Linked DNA regions of Mus musculus: region 2 is linked to region 1. A link is a contact called in public promoter capture Hi-C data. All regions are on one chromosome and are shown on one strand. Each heading gives the region's core, a stretch centred on a gene start, on an enhancer-like site or on the middle of the called end of the contact. The rest is flanking DNA. Distances are from core to core; before and after follow the strand shown.

Region 1 (2,797 bases), core at 95-2,594:
CCATCTCCTGCCTCCCTCTCCCAAAGATTTAAGTCAGTAGGGACAGGCAGGGGGTCTCAAGGCCAGGCACCTGAAAGAAAACTGGTGTGAGTAAGAGCCACCTGCTGACCCTCTGTTCCCAGCCCCCACCAGTCACCCAGGGAGCCCAGAGCACTCATATCCAAGGATAGGTGGCTCCCTACTTGTGAGGCCCCTTCACCTCTACCTGCCCTGCCCCAAACTAGTGGACCCCACCTTTTTAGTGACCCCAAAGATCAGCACGGCCCATTCCTTCCGGCCATTCCTGCCAGTCCCCCACCCAGGCCCACCCCAATCTTTCCCTCCCCTGCTTTTCCAGAGTCCAGCCAACACAAATCTGCATGTTTGTTTGTCTGCCTGTCTGCCTCTCCCAGTCGCTGCCTCTCCCTGTCTCTAAATTTCTGGGGGTTTTGTTTTGTTTTGTTTTTCTCTTAGTTTCTTTTTTGAGGGGCCTCTGAGGTCTCAAACTCACAAGGTTCCCAATCCTCTACACCCAAATACCTAGCTCCTCGCTTTCTGTCAGCTGCAGATAGTACAGAACTATAAACTCCAACACGCATGGCTGCCTAAGGTGCCCAAAACGTGCTGGTATGGATCTCCCTGCACTCTGGGAATTGTAGTTTGCCTAGTCCACGCTCAGTGTCCACTCCCTCTACCCCCAAAATCTCCTCTGTGGGCCATCTGCCTCTGCCCTGGTGGCTAGGTCTCTCCACTGACCTGCTGCCCCAGGGAAACAGGACACTTGACAGGATTGGAGGGGGAGGCCCTGGATGGCAGCTTCCTGCTCCTTTGTGTCCCCATTTGAGTCATGGGGTGTGGGTTCAGGAAATTGAGATGATACCCTAAAACCAGGAACAAGGACAAAATGTCACTGCATCCTTGCTGAACCCGTGTCCCCAAGTTCCCAAAGGACTCTGAGATAGGAGAGGAGCAAGGGTGAACCTTGAGATCTCTGTGGTCACAGGAATATGATATTCCGTTGCTCTGGTACTCATCCAGTGCTCAAAGCCCTCCCACTGTAGCCTAGCACCATCAAAGCATCTTTCCCACCCTCTAGCAGACAACCCACCATTCCCCGGTCTCCAACGGACACCTGGGTTCCCACTTATCAGCTCTAGCCCTCATGGCGGAACCCAGGCGTCCGGCCTCCCACCCTCTGGGTCAGCGGGCATGAAGCCGAGGTTTTAGAGCCTCCCTGCCGGCCTTGTTCCTGTCCCATTGTGTGTGGGACAGGGGCGGGGCGAAGGCCAGCATCTGAGAGCCCCCTCCCACCACCCCCCTCCCTGCTTCCTAAGGAAAAGGCCAGGACTCTGCTGAGCAGTCGGCAGAGTTGAGGTCAGCTGGCATGGGCAACTTGAAGAGTGTGGGCCAGGAGCCTGGGCCACCCTGTGGCCTAGGGCTCGGGCTGGGTTTAGGGCTGTGCGGCAAGCAGGGCCCAGCCTCTCCAGCACCGGAGCCTAGCCAGGCGCCAGCACCCCCGTCCCCAACCCGACCAGCACCAGACCACAGGTGAGGGGCACGTGGCTATGCGCAGGTAAGATCTATGAGTAAAGGGGTTGTATGGAGGACTGAGGCCTGGCTCTGGGAAGAGCCAGAAGGACCAGGCTACCGATGCCAAAAGCTCCTAATGTGAACAGAACAGAGCGAGATGGCATGGCTGAGGAGAGGCCGGGAGCGAGGCCATCAGGTATTGGGTAAGAGGAGACAAGAGGCTGCGACAGAACTGGGCCAGAGTTTGAGTGTTGGTCCATGTCAAGAACTGGTCAACCTCAGACAAGTTACTTAACCTCCCTGAGCCTCTGTGTGGATAAAAGGTGGACTCCGCAGCACTCACCTCTTGGGGCTGTAAGTTTCCAGTTTAATGGAAGCCTCTACAAACAGTAGTAATAGCTACTTAACTGGAGAAGACAGGGGCAGGGGACGGGCACACTATGTGTGGGGTTTCAAAGAACAGCAGAGATCTGGGGCCTGAGATGCAAACTCTTGGGTCGGGGGGCCAAGGCAAAGCTGCTAGGTTCCTCTCCTGCTTAAGGATTCCCTCCTTCTGCCCTGAGCCGCAGACAGACCTGCAGCCCTAGCCCTCAAAAACATCCCTGAAGAGAAGAAAATGAAAAATTCCAGTGGGTTCAGGCCAAGGGGCTCCTGCCAAGCCTGAGGGTCCAGTGCTGCGGCTCAGGGCCCCAAGTCCCTCCCTTCCTCCTGCACAGGCAGGCGGTTCTGGGAGGAAGTGATAAGGCTTCAGGGCTTCCCTTCACACTAGGGCTGCTGTCAAGAGGGCTGGGAGTGGGAGTAAAATCAGAGCAGAGGAATCCCTGCAGGGGGCTTCCCTCAGCTCGGCCCTAAAGCTGGGCAGCGGCTACTCCATTTCCAGTTGCCCAAATCTGATCCTTAAGATGGAGTAGCATGAAGAATGGTGGCCTAGGGGCCACTGTGGTGAAGTATAACTATAATCCCAGCAGTTGGGAGGTGGAGGCAGGAAGATTCTAGCCATCCTCAGCTAGACAGACCTTGAGACCAGCCAGGCCTGTTTCAACAACCCCCCAGCACACACCCAAGAGGTTATTTCACTCATGGTCCAGAAACTGGAACAGCTATGAGCATGGCACAACCACCTGCTCTGATGGGTCGTCATGCACCATCTCAGGTGAGGCAAGGGCATTCCGAGGTGAGCACCCAGACCAAGCAAGGAGGCCAAAGAGCAAGCTCTCGCTTTTTATTTTTTATTTATTTATTTATTTTTAAATAACAAAGGTACTCCACTAGAACCCAGTCAGTCTGC
Region 2 (2,762 bases), core at 188-2,687, 220 kb after region 1:
TCTTGGTTCTGCCTAGAGACTGGTAACCCCAGCACTTTTGAGACTTAGGTAGGAAGATGGCTGTGATTTCAAGATCACCCTGATCTACATAGCAAGACCTTGTCTCAAGGAAACAAAACAAGTGATACACGTTATAACCGTAAAACATGGCTAGGATTTCAGTTTGCATATGGAAAAATGTAAAACATCAGTACAGTAGCTTTTCATATTGCTTATATGTTGAATTGATATTTTATTTATACCTAATACCATAAAATATTAAATATTTTATACCTAATATGTGTGTTTATTAAATATATTTATACCTAATACGATAAAATATTAAGTTAATTCCACCTGCTTCTTTTAGTTTAATAATTGTGGCTATAGTCAGGTGTGTTGGTACATGATCGTGATCCCAGCACTGAAAGGCAGGAGCAGGTGGATCTGTGAGTTTAAGGTCAAAGTCAGATGGCCAGACCCAATGTCAAAAATAAAGCAATAGCCGGGTGGGGTGGCACACACCTTTAATCCCAGCACTTGGGAGGCAGAGGCAGGTGGTTTTCTGAGTTTGAGGCCAGCCTGGTCTACAAAGTGAGTTCTAGGACATCCAGGGCTATACAGAGAAACCTTGCCTCGAAAAACGAGAGAGAGAGAGACAGAGAGAGAGGGAGAGAGAGAGAGAGAGAGAGAGAGAGAGAGAGAGAGAGAGATTGTCATGAATGTGACAGTACAAATGTATTCTGAACACTGACATACATTTATAAATGGTAAAAGTTCTCCAAAGTGGTAGCTTTGTACATCCGAAGCCTGACAATCTTCCTTCCGTCCAAGTGAGTTGTTTCTTACAGATGTAGCATAGGGAAGGTGTGGTACACACCTTTAACAATAGTGTGGTATCAGAAGACAACTTGATGGAGTCAGTTTTCTCTTTTCACCAGACATAGAACTCAGATTATCAGTCTCGGTGGCAACCACCTTCACATGGTGAGTCACCTGACTGGTGCTTAATTCCGTACTTTTCTGCCTTGAGACACCAGAGTGTGTTAGTATCCATGGCTTGCTTCAAGCGATTCTCACCGCCTTAAAACTACTGAGTTCTAGGTTAGCCCAGGTCTGTTCGTTCCTGGTCACATGTCCCTCATCCTTTTACCTAGTAGAGTTGAAAATTTAGTAGAGAAACATTTCTTGAGCCGCTAAATAGGCGCTGGTGTTGCGCGGCCGGTTTAGTTGAAGCGTGCTCAGAAAAGGGGAGGGCATCTTTCTTTAGCGCTAACAGGGTTGAGATGAATTGGGGAGCGTCTCTGTGCAGACGGGATTCACTCACCGTGGCGCTAGGAGCCAGGGCGTTGGAATCCAGAGGTGCAGCAGCAACCATAGAGAGCGACTGTAAGGAGCGAGGGGCCGGATGCGGTCACCATAGAGACGGGAGACTGACAGGCAGCGGAAGAGGAAGCCGAGGGCTGGCTTGTGAGGTGGCAGCGGCAGCAAAGCGGAGCTCCTCGGCCCGCCACAGGGTGGGCTCACCCGCGAGGCGGCTCCGTCTGCCGTGGGGCTTGGGTGTTCCTGTTCCCCTGCCCGGCAGGACCTGAGAACCCGCTCGGTCCTGCTGTCCGCCGCGAGCTCCCCTCCACCGCCCAAGTTCGCAGAGCAAACCAGCTGGACGCAAGGCCTTTTCTGCAGTCGTGGGACGTAGGCGATTAATTTCTGTCTCCAGACGGCCGGCTAGGACTCGCTCTGTCCCTTCTTCTGGGGGCTGGCACGGTGCTGTGGTCGCCAAGGGAATAATAGGGCACTGACTGGCGCCCTATTGGAAGGTGCCCTGTTGGAAGGTGGTGAGCCTCTGCTGGCCTTCCCAGACCCCCGCGTTTCTCTAACTGCTGCTGTCTCCCGGCTTGCTTTTGCTTTATTTGGCTTTGTTTGATAACCTCTAGCCACAGCAAGAGTGTCTGTAATTTGTCTCCTGCTGTTCTTAGATATGTGGGCAGCATAGCTTTGCAGGACGAGTAGGATGGCTAGCAAAATGGCTCCATCAGCCATTGCGCTCCTATGAGAGGCCAGCTGTGCTGAGTCACTGTGACTGCTCACCTCATTTGGGTGGGTAGGTGGGTGGGCACCATTCATAGCTGGTGATCTTATCTGACAAGGAGGGGATTTCTAGAGTCTGTGGCTCTCTTTGACACTCAGGAGCGGGGTGGAAGGAGGTGCTGACCCCTTCTCTAGTGCTTGCCTGCAGCAGCGGCAGATCAGCAGTTCCTCTGGGGCCTGAGGAGACATAGTGGGCCAGGATAGCTTCAGCATGGCACAGGGTGTCTGAGGCAGGCCCTTTTGGTCAGACTGTTGTTGGAATGGCGCATGCACTTTGCCCTAAGCTCTGTGTCACTGGGTGCTGCTGACTTGAATTAGGCCCATGTTTCAAATGGCTGTAGACCTTCTGGGGTTAGGTTTGGCAGGACTGCACTTTCTTTTTTCTTTTTCCTGGACTACAGACTGCAATCCCCGTAGGGAGTGGCATTGCTCACATAGACATTAGTATTTTACTGAGGGTATCAGCACCATGGCCACTGAAGACCAGACATAGGGTTGGGAAGACTTGGTGGGGATGCTGGGCTCCTTTTTCTGTTGCTGACCTCGTTGACTCCGGGTTCTCTGGGTAAAACCGTGGGCTACTGCTGGCCTGTGGCCCATCAACCTACTCATCCTTGAGACTGTGCCCCTGGGGCGCCCTGTGTCAGGGCCTGCCACCATGCGACTGAGCTCCCTGCTGGCTCTGCTGCGGCCAG

The links. Capture Hi-C pulls out chosen DNA fragments and counts their contacts.
Region 2: a contact with region 1 is called in a promoter capture Hi-C map of pancreatic islet. The contact joins the promoter of Chpf2 here to the promoter of Nos3 in region 1. A contact is called at or near these places in 1 of 39 promoter capture datasets (stem cell-derived epiblast-like cells), 4 of 484 Hi-C or Micro-C datasets (embryonic stem cells and regulatory T cells), 1 of 115 datasets of contacts at active chromatin or transcription factors (embryonic stem cells) and 3 of 9 other capture datasets (adipose tissue, liver and pancreatic islet).

The regions. Positions count from the first base shown.
Region 1 is chr5:24,363,475-24,366,271 of GRCm38.p6, forward strand. It overlaps Nos3 (nitric oxide synthase 3, endothelial cell), which reads left to right and starts at 1,345. Exons shown (of 26, transcript NM_008713.4): 1 at 1,345-1,527. The coding sequence starts at 1,364.
Region 2 is chr5:24,585,313-24,588,074 of GRCm38.p6, forward strand. It overlaps Chpf2 (chondroitin polymerizing factor 2), which reads left to right and starts at 1,438. Exons shown (of 4, transcript NM_133913.2): 1 at 1,438-2,762. The coding sequence starts at 2,726.